Regions from separate parts of the Mus musculus genome. Here region 2 is linked to region 1. Evidence: chromatin contacts called from public promoter capture Hi-C data. All regions are on one chromosome and are shown on one strand. The core of a region is the stretch at or near the end of the contact, and the rest is flanking DNA. Distances in the headings are between cores, read along the strand shown. Region 1 holds the start of Bhlhe22 (basic helix-loop-helix family, member e22). Region 2 holds the start of Gyg (glycogenin).

Evidence for each region. Promoter capture Hi-C pulls out the DNA fragments that hold promoters and counts their contacts.
Region 2: a contact with region 1 is called in a promoter capture Hi-C map of liver, with 7 times the contacts expected there. The contact joins the promoter of Gyg here to the promoter of Bhlhe22 in region 1. A contact is called at or near these places in 2 of 39 promoter capture datasets (cranial neural crest and liver).

What each region holds. Positions count from the first base shown.
Region 1 is chr3:18,050,744-18,055,842 of GRCm38.p6, forward strand. Bhlhe22 (basic helix-loop-helix family, member e22) reads left to right here and starts at 3,582. Exons shown (of 1, transcript NM_021560.4): 1 at 3,582-5,099. The coding sequence starts at 4,045.
Region 2 is chr3:20,152,092-20,156,987 of GRCm38.p6, forward strand. Gyg (glycogenin) reads right to left here and starts at 3,025. Exons shown (of 7, transcript NM_013755.4): 1 at 2,907-3,025; 2 at 639-774. The coding sequence starts at 2,913.

The DNA.
Region 1 (5,099 bases), core at 2,332-4,831:
CATCGCATTGTACTTGGCAGTTCAGGAGCAGTTCCTCAGAGCTGATCCCTGGGGGCTCAGTGGTTGCTGACAGACAGGACCTTCAGAGCCAGTGGGAGGACAGGGAAAAGCACACTTTCCAAGTCTGTCACATTCTTCCCACAGCTCTTACAGATTTAATTTTTCCCCCAGAGCGGCTTCAAGTTAAAGTTTACGTTTTTTCCCCCTCTAGTTTGTTTTTATTTTTCAAAGTGTTCTGAAATAGAGAAATTGAAACACTCAGACAGCCAGAGCCAGACTTCTCCTGGCTGCTTAATTTAGACAAGTCATAAAGTTATCAGAGATGCAGAAATACCACAACGAAATTTTTAGCATCTCACTTTAAAGGTAGAGTGAGTTCTATCATGATTCTGCTTGAGCTATTTCCAAATCCGAGCATAGAATGATCTCTAATAAATATAAGTTTGACCTACACATTACTTGGGGCTGCAACTCCACCCTCTAATTCCAATGCAGTGGTGCTTGCTGACTATTTTAGCCTCTATTGAAGGCTTTCAGAGTGTTTCCTCCCATAATAATAAAATTTGTTCATCTTTATGAGAGCTCTTTGATATGTATACATTTGGTATCCAACACTTAGCCGAAAATGTACCTTTCCTGATGCCAAGGAGCTTCACTGCGCCAGTCTAAACACAGGGGTACCCAGGAACTGTTTTCCCTGGGTGGTCCTACTTGTCCCACCTTGCCTCTGGCGCTTTCTAAAAGACCCGTCCCTTGTGTCTCTGGTTTCCCAAACCTCTTTCTTTGAAAAAAAACTGTGCAAGATAGAGTTTTCCTATAGATGCTTCAGGTCAGGTGTTAGAGCCCTGGTTGATTTCCCCAACCTCACTCTACAGGAGAAAGTTCTGGTTTGGACTTTCTCTTCTATTTTGGAACGTGCCTATTGCGTCAGCAGCCCTGGCCCTGATTCTAGCAACTTCTGCAAGATCAAAGTTTAAGATTTCTAAAGTTCCTGTGGCCAACAGATATTGAGGGAGCTGCGGACGTCACCCTTCTCTGAGCCGGAACCCCGGCAGTGGCAGTCTGATTCTACCCAAAGTGAAAGGAAGTTGAGGCAGTGACTCGGGTTAGTGATGATTAAACCAGGTAACGAGACGTCGGGCAGATGTGTTTTCATTGCCCTGTAAGATAAATGCAGTGTTAAGTGCCTGACAACTTCCCAGAAGCAATCAGCAAAAGTTTACGAGTGCATAAACCTGGAAGACCATTCCCCGAAGGTGGTTATAAGACCCGCGTTTAAAGCTTCCATAAATTCTCTGGCCATTTCCCCAGCACAACTTTCCGCTACTATCAAACAACCAACTCCTTCGGGGAGGCTGTGGGATTTCCCCCAAGCTCAGAAGAGGTGGCTGGTTAATACCTAGGGGAATCAAGTTGAGCAAAACTGTTGTGGAGCTTTGGATGATTGGAAGGCATCAGAGGTGGGACAAGGGAAACCGGGATGCCTCATGCCATCATGTTTTGTAAAATCTCCTCCTGGATGTTACCCTGGAAGATACTCGGAGCCAGTTAGAGCGCCTATCAAGCTGGTATTTGCTACACCGTGTGCCTTTTAAATACCTTCTCCAGAACCCGAAGGAATTCAGGCATCTTAAGGAAAGTTAGAGAGCACAAGAAAAACACACACCGGCAAACGAAGTTAGACTTTAATGAAGACTTTTAGCCAGTCTGTGCAGAATCCCCATGGTGCTAGCCTCCAATCTTGTGTTAGTAGCCTGATAGGAGCCTCTCATTAGCCTAAGTTTATAGAGACCCTTCCTTTATGATCCCTCTGAAAACAAAGCTGCTAATTGACAAACAACAACACTAGCGCGTCTGTGTCTTTAGCTTCCTAAAGGGACAGGCTAACAGCTGCGAGGAACAGAGGAGGGAGAGAGGAGGCGGCGAGCCCAGAGCGCAAAAGAGGCACCGCCCCGCACCAAAGCGGCTATGGTCCACAGCTATACACATTGGCAGGCCTTCTGTTAACCGCAGGATCTCAAGCAATACAGCTTCCAGCAGTCCGTTTGCGGGTTCCGATTCAGCCGAAGGAACACCAGTTACAGATGACTTTTCCATTCTGCAAGGGTAGAACCAAGGTTCCTTTCCATCCTTTCCAGGTGACAATGTAGACATTTCTGTGTCGCCCTCACGTTTCCTGTATGAAATAAGGTGCCCAACTGTTCTGATATTACCATTCAAAAACAGGTTCTGAGATGAACCTCATTTGTGAATCTATTACAGAGATTAATAGATTATTTCTCCCTTTTCAACTAATTCTCAGTGGGGAAATTTAACCATATGGTAAGGAGAGAATTAGAATTTCATCACATTAGAGCAAAATATAATGAAAAGAGTCCAACACCTGGGGCCAACTCTGAAAGCCACAATTAAAAGGTTTTTTAATGAAACCAGAGAAACCCCAAACTGCACAGCCTTCAGTAATTCTGCCAGATAAGAGGGAATACGGTTTTTACTTATAAGGATGAAAACTAGCCACTAAATATCGTGTGCTTCGAGAAACTGGACTCAGAAGCACGAGGACCACGTGTACTATCTCCATCCAGACAGCTCTTGTTTCCACAATTCTGCCCTGAACTAACCCTGCAGGAACAGCCCAGACGGATCCAGATGTCCCCAAACGTCTTCAGAGCAGCTAAATGCACGAATGCCCCCACTTGGTGTGTGAGAAGATTCCACTCTGAATGTTCCCTCTTGCGAAGCAACTGGATTTAATCTTGAGGAAAGTTTGAGACTAGTTTTTCTTTTCTTTCTGTCCACGAAGCAGTGAGCTTCTCTCACCACCAACTTAACAGCGTGGGGGACTCGGCAAAGGCCTCCCCCACTCCGCCCCCTCCGAGTTTTAAATCAAACGGGCTATGTAAGCAACTTGGTCATCATTTTGTTGCTTTCTTTAATTGTTTGATTTTTTTTCCATCTATATAGGAAATGGACAGTGGAGGGCTGTGGGAAAAGTGGTGCGGAGAAAATCTGGGTTGGCTCTTGCATTGCTGACATACTAGCTGAAAATCTAGGGTAAATTCGAGACAAGCCAGCAGGGACCTCACCCCTACCCCCAGCCCCCAGGTTCCATCTATAAATGCAGACATGCTATTAACAGGGAGATATAGAATTCTCTCCTATGAGGGTAACTAAGCAAGCTGAGACAGTAGTGGCCCAGTGAAGGGTAGTGTGTGGGGGGTGCTCAGTGGGGGCGGGGGCTTTCCACTGGACTCCCAGTCTTTACCGCGGATATACAATTTGCTGAAGGAGCAAAGAACATCCTCGGCTCTAAGTAGGGCTTTTAGTGTGCTCATTGATGAGTGAAAGTCGCCACACATGTCAAGCTAAAGGCAGTTGTTGGGTTACTAACAGGACCCAGCGCCTTGCAAACATATGCGCTAAGCTGTGTATACAGATGGCAGGCAGAATAATGGAGCAGGCGCCTTTTATAAAGCTCTGGCTGCTGCCTGTCTTCAGACCTGGGAAATGAAACTATTCAGACTCGCGGCCAGATAGCGCTTGCGATTGTTTGTTACCGTTTTAATCCTATTAATTAAAACGTTAACCTGATTGGGTAGAAAGCGCTGTCCCAACAGGCGAGTCTTCTTCATAATAACCTACTCAGAGATAATGATGTAAAAGACTCCCCCGTCTGTGGCGGCGGCTGGTTGATGGGTCCGGAAATCTCTTGAAGGTGAATCCAAGCAAGATAAACGGTGCGTAGAGCAGGCGCGGGATTGGACTCAGAGGCGGTAGCGGCGGCAGCCCCGCTCCCTCCGAGACCAGCCTCCCACCATGAGGGGCCGCGGCCCATGGTGAGCCTTAGCAGCCAGCACCGTCGGCTGGAGACGAAGAAGAAGAAGAAGAGGAGGCGGCGAGCGCGGGGGAAGGCGAAAAAGAAAAAGAAGGGGACAGGGCTGCGGGCAGCGTGGGGACCGACGCACGCAGCAGCTCCGGAACCCCGCCGGCGCGCGTCTGTGCGGCCGCCTGACTCTCCAGCCCAGGTGGCGGCTGGCCCGGACGATGGAACGCGGGTTGCACCTCGGTGCGGCGGCCGCGAGCGAAGACGACCTCTTCCTGCACAAGAGCCTGGGCACCTCCGCCGCCAAGCGCCTGGAGGCGGCTTTTCGCTCCACACCCCCGGGCATGGACCTGTCCCTGGCGCCTCCAACTCGCGAACGCCCGGCGTCGTCCTCGTCGCCCCTCGGCTGTTTCGAGCCCGCTGATCCCGAAGGGGCTGGGCTGCTGCTGCCTCCGCCCGGAGGAGGCGGTGGCGCGAGCGGCGGCGGCGGCGGGGTGAGTGTCCCGGGGCTGCTCGTGGGCTCAGCGGGCGTGGGGGGCGAGCCGAGCCTGAGCAGCCTGCCGGCGGGGGCTGCCCTGTGCCTCAAGTACGGCGAGAGCGCCGGACGCGGCTCCGTGGCCGAGAGCAGCGGGGGCGAGCAGAGCCCCGACGACGACAGCGACGGCCGCTGCGAGCTGGTGCTGCGAGCCGGGGGCCCCGACCCGCGGGCATCGCCGGGAGCGGGGGGCGGCAGCGCCAAGGTGGCCGAGGGCTGCTCCAACGCCCACTTGCATGGTGGCTCGGGCCTCCCCCCGGGGGGCCCCACAAGTGGCGGCGGAAGCGGCGGCGGTGGCGGCGGCAGCAGCAAGAAATCCAAAGAGCAGAAGGCGTTGCGCCTCAACATCAACGCTCGCGAGCGCCGGAGGATGCACGACCTGAACGACGCTCTGGATGAGCTGCGCGCGGTCATTCCTTACGCGCACAGCCCTTCAGTGCGGAAGCTCTCCAAAATCGCCACGCTGCTCCTCGCCAAGAACTACATCCTCATGCAGGCACAGGCCCTGGAGGAAATGCGGCGCTTAGTCGCCTACCTCAACCAAGGCCAGGCCATCTCGGCAGCCTCTCTTCCCAGCTCCGCGGCCGCGGCTGCGGCGGCCGCTGCCCTGCACCCGGCGCTCGGCGCCTACGAGCAGGCGGCCGGCTACCCGTTCAGTGCAGGGCTGCCGCCCGCTGCCTCCTGCCCCGAGAAGTGTGCCCTATTCAACAGCGTCTCGTCCAGCCTCTGCAAACAGTGCAC
Region 2 (4,896 bases), core at 1,775-4,274, 2.1 Mb after region 1:
ATTTCTAAGAAGGCCAGGAGGTAGTAAAAACAAGACAGCACAAAGCTGCTGAAACACCAAAATCTTCTTAAGTTTACTATACAGATATCGCAAACTGAATTTCCAAACTCAAAATGAACCAATGAATCAATAAGCAGCTTACACTTCGCAGCATGTGTCCCCAACAAAATAGCAGTTTCAGAAGCCTAATAAGAAGGACTTTATTCTCTCATACATAAAGATCACTAGGTGACAAATATCAGCTAGAAATGACAATGTTCAATAGCACCTGAAGGTTTCCTTGTTTGCAGGAAACAATACAATCCTAGTTTCATTTGGGGGAAAAGGACTACAGACGAGTGAGGACAGACAGAACTTGGCAGGATCCCCCTCAGAAGACTCAGTAAGGGGGCAGTTCTCTCTCCTGAGATGGAATCAGGAAGATGGAATACAGACGGAACCTCCCTGGAGGAATCCTGGGACATCTCCCCAAAATGGGGAAGGAATGTCAAATTCCATAATCTTTAGCTTGGCATTGATTATCTGTTTTTACTTAGTGCTCCGCTCCCCAGGAAGGTGCAGGCTCCGTGCCACTGGTACAAGGGAGAAGAGTGTTAGTGTTCCAAGGACAAGGAGACAGACAGGCAGGTAATCTTTACCTCATGGAGTCTGAAACCTGTGGGCTGGTGAGTACAACCATCCTCCTAGTAGTCCTGTGCTGTTTCAAAGATGAGCCCAGGACCAGCGCACCTTTGGCATAGGCATCGTTTGTGGTCAGCGTCACAAAAGCCTGATCTTAATACAAAGAAAAAGAAGCATATCTCAGCTGAAAAGAATTTTCCCCAGGTGTTCTCTCAACCAACAGTTCAGCAAAATCATCTCACAGATCAACTTAGTTAATGAGGCAGCGGCCCCTTTTGTGGGAAAGCTCACACAGGTATCTATCTAGGAATAGGCTAAACCTGCAGCTTAGCAGGAATGCCAGGTAACCTCCAAGACGATCACAACAACCACAAAACTCAAACCCCAGTTAGAGTCCATACAAATCCTTAGAGCAAACTGTACCCCGGGAGTGGAGCTTAGGAAACGGGTGGTGATGAGAATATTCCGAAGCACACTTCCTTGCTCTTACAAGGCCTGGTGAGTGGTATTTTCATCCAGGCAAGATCCTCCTTACCCACCACCCCAGAAAGTAACTGAGCATCTGCCAAGACTGAACTTCCCACAGCGGCCTTACCTACTAGAGACCAATCACTGTTGGTGAGTTTAGACGCCGACTCTATCCAACCTCTCTCTTGTTGTCTCCTTCCATCTCTATCTCCTTTCTCTGTCTTTTCTTTATCCTAACCCACATTCTTCCCTGGGGTCCCAATCTGCATGCTTCCGAACCTTCCATACGTTAGGGAAGCGTTCTACCGATAAATTATGTTCCCAGCTTTTATTGTTCTGAGCTAGGGCTTGGCTGCATAGACCAAGCTGACCAGACAACAACCCTGTCTCCAATACCAAGTACTAGTAATTAAAGGTGTAACCCATGGCCAGCTGCCTTTACTTTTCTGGGAAAATGAGCAATATACCACCTTCCCCATTCTCCCCTCCTCCCCTAACAAGAGACATGGACATACATGCCAATTTTCCCAAACCCCCATCCAGAACAGAAGTCAAACATGAATTCTTTCTCCCACTGAAGAGTCCTCATTATATCAGCCTGTAAGATTTTTCAGGCTTTTTGTAAGATTACTCTGGGGACCACCTCTGACGGGGACTTTAACATTAGCAGTTGCTGGGGCTCCAAAGCGCATAGGGATCCTAAGGTTCAAGCTCCACAGCAGTCATTTGGGGTGACTGATGTCCAAGAAGAGAGTTAGGAGATTTTGTCAGTGTTACTCTCAGGTTTCCTCATTTCCCCTTGCTTATTTTCCGGTGTGGATGCTAGAAGCAGTGGGAATTCCACTGAGCAGGGACAGTGTGGTGGGTGGGTTGTCTGGTTATCCAGCGCATTCCCCAGAAGGAAACCTGAAAGCCATTTTAACTCATACTACCGGGCCATCTTTCAGAACAACCCACTACACTACCAAGATGAAGAAAGTTGTGAATTCCCTACCTCCAGTCAATTATACTCTGTAATGACATTTGCCACATCCATCAACCTCGGCTGATACTCGCCTGTGTTATTCTTAGAACATTTCTGAGACAGTAACATTTCAAAACCATTTTGCCCCAAAAGTACTTAAAAATGAGCACAATGTGTTAAATCCAAAGAGACTTCAGGAGGTGGCGGAGAAACGTAGAGGTGGTGTAATAAACGGGTATGTAAAAACTACAGGAAGCTACGCTATGCTTTCTCAGGTTAAATTAACAAAAGGAGGGGCCAGATGTTATAAACACAAGCTAAAACACCAGACTTAGCCTACAAATGGACAGTAAGACAATTGACAGCTGGGTGGTTTAACCTTCAGATGGCCGTTCAGTTGCTGTCATAACCCAGGCTACAGCTTCAAGCTTTCAGAAGGGCCAGTTACCTCTAGTGCCCAGTCCTGGGGTTTATTCGCCTAGGGCCTGACACTTTGCAACAAGTGGCACTGAGGCCCGCCCGGGGCGCTAGCCGGCTCCCATGTAGCAGCACCCGGCTGCTGAGGCCTAAAAATAGGATCAGTGCAGCGGCCAGAGCAGGGCCGCAACCCGGTGTTTCCGTAGGGCGCCTGCTGCTCCCCATGGCAGGAGCACCTCCGGGCTCCGTGCGACCCCGGTGCGTCCGGCGCCCGCCCCACCCCGCCTGGCCTTCCCCGGATGCGGGAGACGGAAGCCACCGCTCTGCAGCGCGGCTCGGTTAGCAGCCGGAGCCGCTCTCCACGGTTCGCGAGCTACCCGGAGCTTCCCGGGCTTAGGGGCGGCGACGTCGCGGGACCCGGTTACGCGGGGCGTACCTGTCATAGTGTGGCCGGGTGGGTCGGAGGAGCCGGGCGCCGGTAGGTGACCGCGGCCAGCAGGGAGGGCGGGAGTCCGCAGCCCGCCGCTCTTATAGCGGCCGTCACGTGGCCGCGCAGGCTCAAGCCCAGGCCGCATCCTCCCCGGTGCGCACTGCGGGCGGGGCGACCCTGGGGACCCGCAGGCTGCTGTGCCCAGGGGACACCTGTTGGGGACTGCGCCGCGGGCGTTCCTTCCAGGGCCTGGGAAAGAAAGGGGGCAGAGCTGTGTGGCCTGTGGCAGGAAAAGGAAGGGTAATAAACTTTCAATTAACAGAGACCTCTCGAAAGCCACGCCAGTTACAGTATTCATTTAAACTTTTTAAACTGAAGAGAACGGTTTTGCCAAATATTTAGAATCTTACCACTGGTTTTAATCAGGTAGTTAAGACCCTTTTACCAAGTCAAGGGCATAGGAATCCCATAATGCCATATACTTGTAGGTAGGAGAAACTCAGGCTCAGAAAGTTAAGTTACTTTGCTATGATAATAAGCCTTAAGAGGAGAGGTTTGTTTCAGATCAACACACTCCCATAGAAAGCCCCAGTGCCTTTAGCATACTGGTTCTGGATAAAGGGTAGTAAGTTCCCGTAATTCTGCTTAGGTAATTCAGTTGTTTCGGTTCATCTATTTCACAAATCTTGAAGGCCAATTTGTCATTTCAGGGGGGAAGTTGAGAAATACTTTTCTAATGTAGCCTGCACCTTGCAAACACAATTCTCCCTCCCACCCACTCGGCCCAAGCACAGCAATGGTGGATCGGCGCTCTGTAAATCTTTTCTCAATAATGAACGGTGACAATATCAACTCAAAGCAGGAAACAGATACTGAAGAATAGGGAAAGACAGCACTGCAATCCTCAATATAGTCCTCAACTTACAGTCGTTGCTGAACTTCCAATTTCCAACTTCATATTAGTTCAAAAGCATTATCCATCATCAGAAACCACTTTGAATTTTGATATTTCATTGGTTAGTGATATGCAATATGGTATTCTTCCATGATGCCGAACACCTGCCCCAGTCCCCAGGCAGCAGTGAGAGCATTAAGGTAAACACATAAATGCTACTCTTTTGCTAGGCTATGGCACTGGGTACTAGATGTGGCAGAAGATTCTATATATTCACAGAGGGTCTATAAAGATACAGTCCCACACCCATCATCCTAGGCCATATCTACACCATTGCTCCTTGGCCTGTGGGCTTAGACCTCCTCCACTAGACTCAACCAGTACAAGTTAAAAAGTCAATTTTTGTTCTTTAGTCCAGGTCTCCTAGAGGCATCATTTGAAAACTACACTCTATTTTTAACTGATATTGTATTAACTTTATACATTTTTGCAGTATTGTCAGTTGGGCTTACAATGTGTAGTGATCAGGTCGGAGGAGCCAGCATAGAATAAGATGTTTTTCTTTTCTTTTTTAATCTGCAATGTTAGGGCTCAAACACAGAGTCTTGTACACATCAGGCTTGTGCTGTCCTCCTGCCCTGAGAAACTAAGGTGATTATTTTCATTGTTGTTTGGTACAAGGTTTAGTTGTGAAGGCAAAGCTGCCCTCCTATTTCTGGCCTAAAATGAGTCTCCTCCCTGAGTTTTCTGAGTGAGAATACAGGGATACACATAGAATCGGAATCTTTTTCTTTCTTTCTTTTTTTTTTTTTTCCAAGACAGGGTTTCTCTGTGTAGCCCTGGCTGTCCTGGACCTCACTTTGTAGACCAAGATGACCTTGAACTCAGAAATCCGCTGCCTCTGCCTCCCAAGCGCTAGGATCTTAAGGTCAGAGCTTTTGAAGTGTTACCCTTCACGAAGCTCTTTTGAGTCCTTCCTAGTCTTTCCATACCCACTGTGGCTTGAAGGCCAATGGACCATGTTAGGAAGACCTTCTAGTACTTGGCATATATGTCATTTTTAAGAAACAAAACTGCAGGGCAAAGGGAAAACACGATTTT